Linked DNA regions of Callithrix jacchus: region 2 is linked to region 1. The links are chromatin contacts, called in public Hi-C maps. All regions are on one chromosome and are shown on one strand. The core of a region is the stretch at or near the end of the contact, and the rest is flanking DNA. Distances in the headings are between cores, read along the strand shown.

The links. A called contact is a pair of places that touch in the nucleus more often than the background predicts.
Region 2: a contact with region 1 is called in a Hi-C map of induced pluripotent stem cells, with 3 times the contacts expected there. The contact joins two enhancer-like sites. A contact is called at or near these places in 3 of 3 Hi-C or Micro-C datasets (induced pluripotent stem cells and skeletal muscle).

What each region holds. Positions count from the first base shown.
Region 1 is chr8:135,340,963-135,346,641 of calJac240_pri, reverse strand. All of the region lies in intron 2 of WDR25 (WD repeat domain 25), which reads right to left. Among named protein-coding and RNA genes, the nearest start is that of WDR25, 65 kb to the right of the region's middle. Within about 2 kb of position 3,956, at least 3 of the 16 cell types and tissues checked have an H3K27ac peak or open chromatin away from gene starts, as enhancers often do.
Region 2 is chr8:135,546,457-135,551,674 of calJac240_pri, reverse strand. It overlaps LOC144577473 (a long non-coding RNA gene), which reads right to left. Exons shown (of 2, transcript XR_013521542.1): 1 at 4,953-5,218; 2 at 1,521-2,819. Among named protein-coding and RNA genes, the nearest start is that of BEGAIN, 61 kb to the right of the region's middle. Within about 2 kb of position 1,969, at least 2 of the 16 cell types and tissues checked have an H3K27ac peak or open chromatin away from gene starts, as enhancers often do.

The DNA.
Region 1 (5,679 bases), core at 2,707-5,206:
AGGTAGCAGCTCTGGAATGGACCTTAGCTAGGGTAAGGGCAGACCAGCAAGCCTGACAGGTCCCAGACACCTGAGTTCTACCCTCCACTATATGCTCGACTCACAACTAAGAGGCACGGGATGTGCTCACAGGCATGTCCCTCAGCAGCTGCGGGCTCCCAGGAGGGAGCAGCGAAATTTCCATCAGCAGCAGTGAAGCTTCAGCTCCCTCTGACCCCCACTTTCCTTCCATTTTCATGGGTTCACACATTTCTTCTCAGCCTCAAATTCAGTCAGACACAACTAAGTGCTTCTCAGGCATGCCCCGGCCAGATGTGCCCATCTTCCTGTGGGCTACCCCTTGCAGAATCCTGAGGCCACAGCTGGTGGTCTCAAGACCAAGTGGGGCTATGAACAGGACAGGGGTTCTGGGGCTGGGCTGTGGGTGTCCAGGCCTGGCTCTCCCTCCGGCTGACAGGTGGCTGTTGGTTCACCTCTCTGAGCCTCAAGATCCTAAGCCACAAAACAGAGAAGGTGGTATCTCCTCCTCGAGGTTGCGGCGAGCATAATGGAGAATGTGCATGAGGAGCACCTAGCCAGCGCCCAGCACTAAACGACAGCGATTATTATTACTCACGCTCCAATCACTCAGCACATATTCCTCATGCCTTCCAAATGCGCTCATTTCACATCAGCCCAGAGCGCTCCCAATTAATGAAAGAACAAATTAAACTGTCATTACTTTGGTTTAATTCTGTAATTAAAGAACTTCAAGAGGCGACAGGCTCTAAATAATGCATGCTTTTGTCAGAGATACGTTGGGTTCTGGGCAGAGAGAGAACATAAAGGGGGAAAAGCTTTAGGGAAAAGGAGATAGAGGAGACATGAGGCCTCAGCAATGATATTTATCCCCCAAAATCGAGGGAACAATCGGGTGACAGCTGAAGGACTCAATTTGTTTTCTAATTAAGGCTTTGGCTAGCCCAGAGAGCAGAGAATAGAGGGCCCGCCCCTCACTCCCACCCTGCAGCTCCCATAAACAGAAACGGCGTCGGGAGGAATTCAGTCGGTGGCTTTTCCAGTTGATGGGGCAAAGCAAGGCAGTCATTCTGACATCTGCTTCTGTGTGACTCTCCTTTTTATGTCAGTTCAGGGGAAAGAGAAATAAAGAAAGGAAAAGCATGTGGCACGTAAATTTTTCTAAATGTATGTCTCTTACACAGCAGATCTTGTAGCTGCCACATGTTACAAACCTAACAAGGTTGTTAGATGCAGTGGTGGAGAAAGAAAGGCCTGGAGTCAGACAGGCCGGATTCAAACCCAGCACCTCTCTGCCCTAGCCCAAGGTGTGAACACACCCCACCGAGCAGGCCCAGGTCCCCACCTGCAGCCAGGTCAAGACTCAAGAGAGAAAGGGAGCAGCGGGCACCTGTGTGAGAGCAGTGCCGTAGGTCTGAGTGGGAAAACAGCCCTCGGGCCTGTGACTTCAAATGAAATAATGTACTGAGCTGTTTTCTTCTTGTTGGGCATGAATGTTTCCATAGATCCCATACCCAGTGTGATTGCTATGCCCTGATTCTCTGAGTCGCATAAAGAAATGGCTTTCAGGCATGGCCTCCATTTATGCTTCTATTAGCTACGGAACCCAAAGGATGACATGTTATTAAATAGAACTTTTTTTTTCCTGCAATATCGCTAAGTTCCAAGAACAGCTTGGAGGTTTCCCTGAAAAGGTTGGCAACTGTGCTTAGTACACAGAATAGCAGCTGCTTTACAAACTGCATACTTTTATTAAATTACTGCCCCTGCAACATCCTGCCAGCCACAGGATTAAAAGGAAAAAGAAATTAAACCGATGGGAATGGTTCCTGAGCAACAGGTCTAGACACAAGGGGACAGATGACCTCTGAAACCTATGCAGTTCAGGAGCAAGAGAGAGGATTTTCGTCTGGTTTTGGGGGAGGGAGAGCCTAGCATATAAAATGTTAATAACATAGACCCACTATTTCAACGCTGAAATGTTGCGCATCCACACTGCTAAATGTATGATCTTTTTCTTTCCTTCTTTCCCTGCCAGCCTGGGAGCTCCACCAGGGTGAAGACCCCTGCCTCTGGTACACCACCATCTACCCAAGGCCTGGTGGACCACATGTCATGCAGCAGGTGCTTACTAAATACTGGCTTTGTGGCTGAGGGAATGTGTATACCCCCAGCAGAGGGCTGGCCACAAAACAGGTGCTCAGGAAGTATTCAATGTATCAGTCCATCCAGGAGCAGTGTGACAAGCACACTCCCTGTGACAGGTCACTTCCTAACACACTCTGCAACCCAAGCCCATTCCTCTAAGAGAAGAGCTCAAGTATGGCTCTGGCCACAGTCAGAGCTGGCCCTCCCCATAGCCCTGCTCCTCCTGGCACCTCCCAGTCCCTACACTGCTGAAATGAAACCCTTGGGAGCAACAGCCGGGTATCAGATCTTCTCTCCGCCCCTCTCTAACTATATGTGACCCTAGGCAACTGCTTTACCCTCTAAGAAGCTTCTCAGCTATAAAATGAGAATAGCAATAGCTAACAGCAAGTCAGTGCAATGCCTTCAGCCCGGCGCTTGGCATGCAGCAGGTGCTCAATGCCTGGCCACTGCTACTGAGACTGCTTTTAGGAAGGAACCTCCCTCTGCTTCCTCCATCCCATCACCACAGCAAATGCTTGCTGACTAGGCTCTGCAGACCAAGCATCAATCAGAGGCTTTCCTCCTATTGTCATTTCATCCTGCAGCAGCCCATGACAGGAGTGAAAGTAGGATTGTCCCATTTCACAGATAAGAAAACCAAAACCAAGAGCTTCAGTAACTCAGCGGGCAGGCTAGGAAGCAGCAGAGCCCACACTGTGCTCCACGTAGCCCCCAGCCCGTGGGCAGGGCCCAGCCAAGCTCCCCTGTGTGCCTCCACCCTCCCCTGCTGCCCCTCTGTGTGCCCGCACTCTGGCACTCCAAGAACCCCACTCTCTGGGCAATGCCACTTCCAGCCTTTGCCTGGGAAGCTCCAGAGGTAAGACCTGTCTGGAAAGGAGACCCCCTTCCTGTAAGACACAAACCACCCCTGCACTGCCTTTCCAGCCCCACCCTACCCCCTGGGCAGTGAGGGCCCAGTCCTCCCCTAAAGTGCTTGGTTCACACAATCATCCCCATAAACATCTGTCTAGCCCCCATTCTACAGTGAGCACTCTTCAAGGAGGCAGAGCTCGATATCACACATAAGGACCTCACACACAGTAGGAGCTCAGCAAACGTTTGATGACTGCGTGGTAAATGAACAGAGTGAGTGCCTCCTACATGTCCCCCGTGATGTTCATACCAGGTTCTGGAAACCTAAGCCAGGAAGCAGAGTCTTATCTCCCTGGCCCAGTTTCAAGACCAAACCAGGCAGGGTTCTGTATGTCTTGGTTGATTAAAGTGATGAACAGGAAGTAAACACAGGCTGTAGAATCCCTTTCTCAAAATGCCAGGGACCAGGTACTTTAACACAAATTCAGCAGCAGCTTCTTTAATCATCTCAGGGTTAATAAAAAATGTCAATTACATTTGTCATCAGGACTATCCTGGGGGAACAATCCCAGTGCAGATAATCTCTGGTCAAATGACAGCCTGGTCTGTTTGTCACACATCCTTCCAGCTGCCTCGCTGACGAATTTATTGAGTGGTTACCTCCCCCTGGCCTGTCCCTTCGTAAATAATCAGAAGTAATGTGGATCTCCCAAATAATCCCGACATGAGAATTGCTGCTCTGGCTCTCCCTAAAAAAAAGAAGGGAATAAAAACAGGGAATGAGACTAAATAGAACAGAAGGTGAAGATTGCCAGGAAGGGTGAGTATGGCAACCGGGGCAGCCTGGGCTCCTTCCACATGGACAAAGTGGGGCCTGTATTTTTCTCCCAGTGACCCTCAGTGCTTAGCAGAGCCCCCAGAGAGCTAGCATGCTGAATCATGCCAGCCAGCCCCTCCCAGCCCCCAAACCTTGAGGATCCTATCCTACAGCCCATTCTATATGCCTGTAAACAGCAGCTCAGAACAGACTAAGTCGCAGGCTTCCATGGGACTCAAAGCCAGGTGTCTGGCGCCACCCTGCTGCCGTGACCGAAGGGCTCCCTGAGTGTGACTGCTTGTCTGCATTTTGAGAGTAGCTATTTTGCAATCAAGGAATTCCTGCACATTCAAATTGCCAGGTGCAAACGCATCCAAGAGGAAAACACTCCCCTGCTATGACTGACACACATAAAGAGAGGAACAGAGTCAGGATGAAATTGAAAAAGGAAAACACTGCTTTCCACCCAGGACTACTCCAAATGTTCTGAAATCCTGAAACATGCCTAAATTAAGTGTTCTATCTTTATCAGAGGGACTCGAAAGTAACTATGCTGCTTTCAGGGACTCTCAGACGACACTTTCCCACGTTTGTTTCTTAACAGTGGATCCTATCCTTGACAGGTGGACCTGAACATGCACCGGAAGTCAGGGCCCAGGCTTTCTCCAGCTGGAAGTTGGATTGGGCAACTCCCTTAGCCTCTGCCACAGTGCTTGAAAGTGCTGCCAGCTACTTTTCTCCCATTCACTGCAGCATGCTTTACAAATGGGAGGAATTTTTGCTGTAAAACCCTAAAACATTCAAGATAACGTTTATTATCTTGAATGGAGAAAATAGGGAATATACTAGAAATATCCTAGAAAATATCCTAGAAATATAACTATTTCTAGTATTCATTTTAAAGCTATGGCAATTCAAAGACTTAAGCTGAGCACAATACCTTGAAGACCACTGTTAATTTCTCCAACTCATTGTCACATAAAAAGCATCCACCCCCACATGGCAATCAGGGGCTGTCCAGCTGCCCTTCCAGACAGCTCTGTGTCCAGGAAGAAATCCAGGTGGCGCTTTTTCAGCAGACCCACAGGCATTAAGTTTACAAGTGAACTTTCACGAGACAGGCGAAGGCTCTTATTTTGATGACTTCCCTCTATCTTGGCAATTTTATCACCTTCATAAACACTAATGGCTCTTGAATACCTGCCATGGGTGAGGTATGCTGTGCCAGGCTGAACTGCACAATGCCACACAAAATGCCATCAGATGAGTCACCTGTCTGCACTGAATCAGCCTTGTGATGCACAGGAGTCCGGGGGCTGAAGCAACAGCAGCTTCTTCACCAAGGCCAGAGCCATCCACACACTCTGACAAGCAACAGACACCTTCACTTCCTGAATGCCCACCGAGTGCCAGGTGCCTCACACATGTTGTCTGTGATCCTAACAATAACCCAGGAGGGTATCCTGTCACCAGTCACCAGTGGGTGCAGTGAGGGTCAGAAATAAGGACTTCACTAGCCCAGGAGGGATAGAGCTAGGAAACCAATGTCCAGTCCCACTCCGCATTGCTCCTCGCCTCCGTCTGCAGGAGGGTGCCCTAGCCAGCAAGGCCAGGCCATTTTTGTGGGCAGGTGGTCAATTGGCCATGTGCTAAAGGAAGTGCAGAACCCTAGAGGAGTTCTAGAAGGAACTCTGGCTTTGCAGCCAGGCAGTTCTTTTTGTTTATTTGTTTGCTTGTTTTGAGACGGAGTTTCGCTCTTGTTGCCCAGGCTGGAGTGCAATGGCGCGATCTCGGCTCACCGCAACCTCCGCCTCCAGGGTTCAGTCAATTCTCCTGCCTCA
Region 2 (5,218 bases), core at 720-3,219, 210 kb before region 1:
TTTTAGTGGCTGAACTGTCCAATACAGGAGTCACGAGCCACATACGGTCACCGAGTGCCTAAAATGGAACTCGGGTCTGAAGTGCACGTAAGTACCAACAACATGCTGGATTTCAAGACCTAGTCTAGCAAAAAAGAATGCAAAGTATCTCATTGATAAATGTTGTGTAGGTTACATGTCAAAATGATGCTATCTGGATATACCGAGTTAAAAACATACAAAACGCTCATTTCACTGGTCTTGTGTACTTTTTGGAAACGTGGCTTCCGTTCGGTTTCCGTCGGAGAGAGCGGGTCTGGAGTTCAGGCTGCGCGGACAGCGCCCCTGGTGGCCGAGGGGGTAAATTCATGTCACCAAGGGCGTGTTTTTCTACCCGAGATCCAGCGCAGGTTCCGCCACGGCTCTGTACCTGTTTCCTCATCTGTGAAAATGGGGACAAGAGTAATTCCTGTCTCATAGATTGCAATTGAGGAATAGATGAGTTAAAACATGGAAGGTATGTGAAGCAGCACCTGGCGCCGTTATAAGCACTGAGTGACTGTTGGCTATGTTTCTATTACAACATCGTGTTGACTGGGAGATAGATCCCAGGCCCTTTTCTCTCCTGGGCCTCCCGGTCTTGGCCCCACTCCAGAGAAGCCTCCGCCCCCCAGGAGAGATAGGAGCTGACGTCCAGCAGGAATAGCACAGCTTCCTGCCACGTACACCGGAAAAGACCCCGCCAGGCCGAAGCCATCACTGGAGCCACTTCCTGTGTTTCACTGATAAGCTTCCCCGTCACCCCTCACTGAGGTTCTGCTTCCTACCTGAGCTCTCGAACCCTGAGCCACAGTTCCAATCTCTGGGGTCCTCAGAGCCCCCAATGCTCTTGCTGTTCCCTGACTCTCCTCATAGCATGGTTGCTGACACTGATGCTTCAGGGAAGCTGCTTAACTCCGTCCCATTTCCCAACAAGCTCTGAGAGTCATTAAAAATAATAGTGGTTGTGCCTTTGCAGATATAAAGCAAGAATGGCTAGTTTTGGCATTTCTGCCAAGCTTAGAAAACACAGAAAAACCTTATTTTAAAAAGGAGGGAGGGAAGGCTTTTGTAAATCTACCACCAAGAGTCAGCCACTAGTTACTAGCTTCCTAGCTCCCTTTCTAGAGCAGTGCTGTCCAATAAAAATGTAGAATGAGGCCAGCACCTCCCAAAGAGCTAGGATACGTGGCTCACACCTGTATCCCAGCACTTTGGGAGGCCGAGGCGGGTGGATCACCTGAGGTCAGGAGTTCAAGACCAGCCTGACCAACATGGAGAAACCCCGTCTCTACTAAAAATACAAAATTAACCCAGCATGGTGGCACATGCCTGTAATCCCAGCTACTCAGGAGGCTGAGGCAGGAGAATCACTTGAATCCAGGAGGTGCAGTAAGCTGAGATCAGGCCATTACACTTCAGCCTGGGCAAAAAGAGCAAAACTCCATCTCAAAAATAAATAAATAAATAAATAAATAAAACCATACAGTGAGCCACACAGGTAATTTCACAATCTCTAGCAACATGTTTTGAAAAGTAAATTTCATCTGGCTGTCAACCAGGTGAAGTTAATTTTAACAATATATTGTTATTTAGCCCAATGTATTCACAATATTATCTCCATGTGTAATCAATATAAAAATATTAGCGAGACAGTTCCCACTCTCCTTTTGAGCCAAGTCTTTGGAGTCCCGTGTGCCACTGCACTAACAGCACCTCTCAGCTTGGTTCCAACCGCATTTCAAGTGCTCAGTACCCAGTGGCTCATGGCTGCTATCTCAGACAGTGTGGGTCTAGGTGCTTTTTAAAGCAAATGGGCAAGGGTTGAGTGTGGTGATGCTGGACTGTCAAGGCCTGTGCAGTTTGGGGCGCTGCTGGTCTTGCGATAATGAAATCCCTTCCTTCCTCAGGGCCTGCTGCTCCATGCGCACCATGTAGAATCCATACTCCTTCCCAAGTGCTCCACGCATTATTAGGTGGGGAATAACTGGATGCCAGGAAAAGAAAGGGCAAGATAGCTTCATGGTGCCCTGGCTCGACAATGGTGAAGCCTTTGAGAGGCCTCCGAGGGTAAGAAACTGGGAGTCCCCAGAATCCCTCAATCATCCTCATTCACGTCGCTGCGGCCCTGTTTTCCACACTTCCGGTTCCTCGGATTTCCTACTCCAGGCAGAGGCTCCAAGACGCCTGGTACTTCAGGGTTTGACATCCTGCCAGCTTGGGCTCCCCTTACGTTGCTAACCGCGTGTCTCCCAAGATGAAAGACTGTAAGAGAAGATAAAAATAGTTCCCGGGGAGGGGACTGCTTCAGCTGGCCCAGTGTGTACAGTCCCGGTTTCATCTCTGATGTGAATAATTCATCTCTCCTAAAACGCCGCTGCTGAGTTGGGAACATCACTATTGCATTTTTTTGATGAGGCACTTTTTAAAAAATCATAAACACCCAGCACATTAAGAGGAGAGCCTGAAGTACGCCATTTAGAGCCATTTGCTCAGGCAGAAAGCAGCGCGCGTGAGCTGCGCCGGCAGCTTGTTCCCCAAGTTGACATATCAAAGCTGCCTTTGGTTTCCTCCCTTGCTTAGACGAGGGAATATGACCTTGTTTCTTGTGAAGAGTTAGCAGAGGTGGCCCTGGAGAAGGAAACGGCCTGGCCAGGGCAGCAGGCAGCCTGAGAACCGGCCCTCGCCCTCTTCGGGCCTCTTCTTAATGACCTCGTGAAGATAAGCACAAGTAAACCACGCTGCAGTGAGGCCAGCTCAGTGCATGTTCTTGAAGAAGCCAAAGGGCGTCTGGCAAGGCTCTGGGGATATGAATAATAACATGAATAACTGTGACCATTAATCACTTACTACATGCCTGGCCGCCCACACTAACAGCTCTCGATGTGTTATCTCATTTCATCCTTGCAACGCTATGAAGAGGGACGCTCTTATTATACCCATTTCACAGATGAGGGCACTGAGGCTTGGAGGGCAGGGATGAGTCATTTGCAGGGCTGTCTGCTCTTGTCCTTCTCCAGGTCTCTCAGTGGGGAGGGACACTCCCCTCCAATTGCTGATAGTCCCTAGAATCACAGCTGAGCCCAGAGCAGGTGTGCAAAGAGGTCACCAGAGCTCTCTCACGGCCTTTCACTCTCTCCGATGACCCTGAAGCCTCAGGCTCCCCTAGTTCACCAAGCCTGGGCTTCTGGGAGTGAACCTGGTCCTGCTGCCTGCCCCACACCTTCTACATCTTTGCCTCAGGTCTTGGGGGACAGGATTGAGGTGGCCCTGTCCCCTCTGTCCCCTCAGTCCCCCATGACAACTCATGGGTTCCAGATTTTCTGTTTCCCTGGAGCAGGAAAATGGAACCCAGTGGTTTGGTCTGGCTTCCCACGTGAAAAGTCACCTCCTGGACCTTGGAGCCTCCCCTCCGGTACAGTAGGGCCAGGGTGGAGGGTGGCCCCATGGGGACAAGGCTTGGCAGAGCCAGCAGGGAAGTGGCTGGCATGGCAGCCATCCACAGCTGGGCCCAGGCCTGCCTCAGTGGTACACACAGGGGCCCAGCTCAGGCCCCATGAAGAGGGAACTAGAAACAATTTTCCTCACCTCGCACGAATCCCATCCCAAATTCCCACCATCGGCTTCCGGGGAGCGGAGGCCTGAGCGCCTCTCCTCCTGTGGAGCTCGAGTATGGTGCTGGGTCCTGAAGGCCTCAAAATCCCTGTCTGGGCCCCCAAGCCCCCGTCTCCAGAAGGCAGGGAGCCGCCCTTCCAGCTTTGGGCCTACTGACATGGGACCCAGCGTCTGTTGGTCCAAGTCCAAGGATTACGAAACGCGGGTGACTGCCCTGCCCTTCCCCTGCTGCCTGTGTGGGGCCCGCATCCCGGCCCCCACATCGCGAAGCCCCAAGCTTTCTGGAGGCGCTTGGCCTCATTTTATTCCCCCAATAAGCCCCTGCGGTGGCCAGAGCAAGACTCTTAGCCCATCTCTCTGGCAGGAGAACTGGGGAGTCACGGCAGTGCCCTGGCCCCAGCATGCGGAAGTGCGGCGAGCTCCTGGGATTTGGGATCCTCTTGGAAATTCTCAAAGGAGCCAGCCCCTTTTTTGCCAAGTGAGTCCCACTGGGCCCATCAAACTTCGCTCCCCATGAGTTTGGGGTGGCTTCAAGCAGGGTCCCCCCTGCAGAGGGACAGGGACAGCCCTGAGTGGTGAAGCGGGGCTCTGTAGCATATCTCCTGGTAAGGAGTCCCCTGGCCACACCACTGCCCAGGGATGCTGCCCCAGCGGGACCCTCAGCCTCCTAGGCTTGGACCGAGGCAGAGCGGGCTCGGGCCACACATGTGACCTTCTGTATATGTCTTTGTGTATATGTACATGTATATGTATATGTATATGTATATGTATATGTATATGTACATGTACATGTACATGTATATGTATATGTATATGTATACGTATATGTATATCGCCTGTCTCTGAGGCTTCTCCCCATTCCCCAGCTCAACTACAGTGGACACTCTGCCTTGTCCAGACCCCACCCTCACCTGGACCGAGGTTGTCACGGTTGGCCTGCATGCCAGATGGCAGCTCCTCGGGGCAGTGACAGCATCTTTCTTTTCTTGAGCTTCTCTGAAGCCACCATACCGCACAGTTCAACCCATGTTTGTTGAATGAAGAAATGACCTAGAATGACCTAGAATGGGGCCTTACCCTTTTGCTCCCAGGACAAAGGCATTTGCTCCCTCCAGGGCTGCTTTGCCAGAACCACCACCCTTGCTGTCCTCTGCTTCACCCTTACCTCCCATGGCCCCCACTGGTTGTCCACCTTAAAGGGAACCCCAAAGCCAATGAGTGAGGCATGAAACCCTGACTTCCAAGTCCTCCCCACCTGAGCTCCTCCCACGGGAGCCTCTGGATGGAGAAGGTTCAGGCTCACCTGAGCTGGGACCTACCTGTGTTCCTAAGGGCGTGGCCTTTCCGGCAACTGGACCCAAGTCACCCTCTGGAGACGTTAGCATCCAGGCTCCTCTGATCCTGAAAGGGAAGTTGCCTTTTGCACCTCCTGGCAGGGAGCACCCAGTGTCCCCGTCTTCTGCTGTCACCTGCTTCACAGCACATCTCCCAAAATGCTTCAGAGCAGTTTCCATTTTTCCATGAAAGAAACGACCCGTTTTCCAGGTTTCTTTCTCCTCCGGGCCTCTGTGGCAGCGAGTGCCGC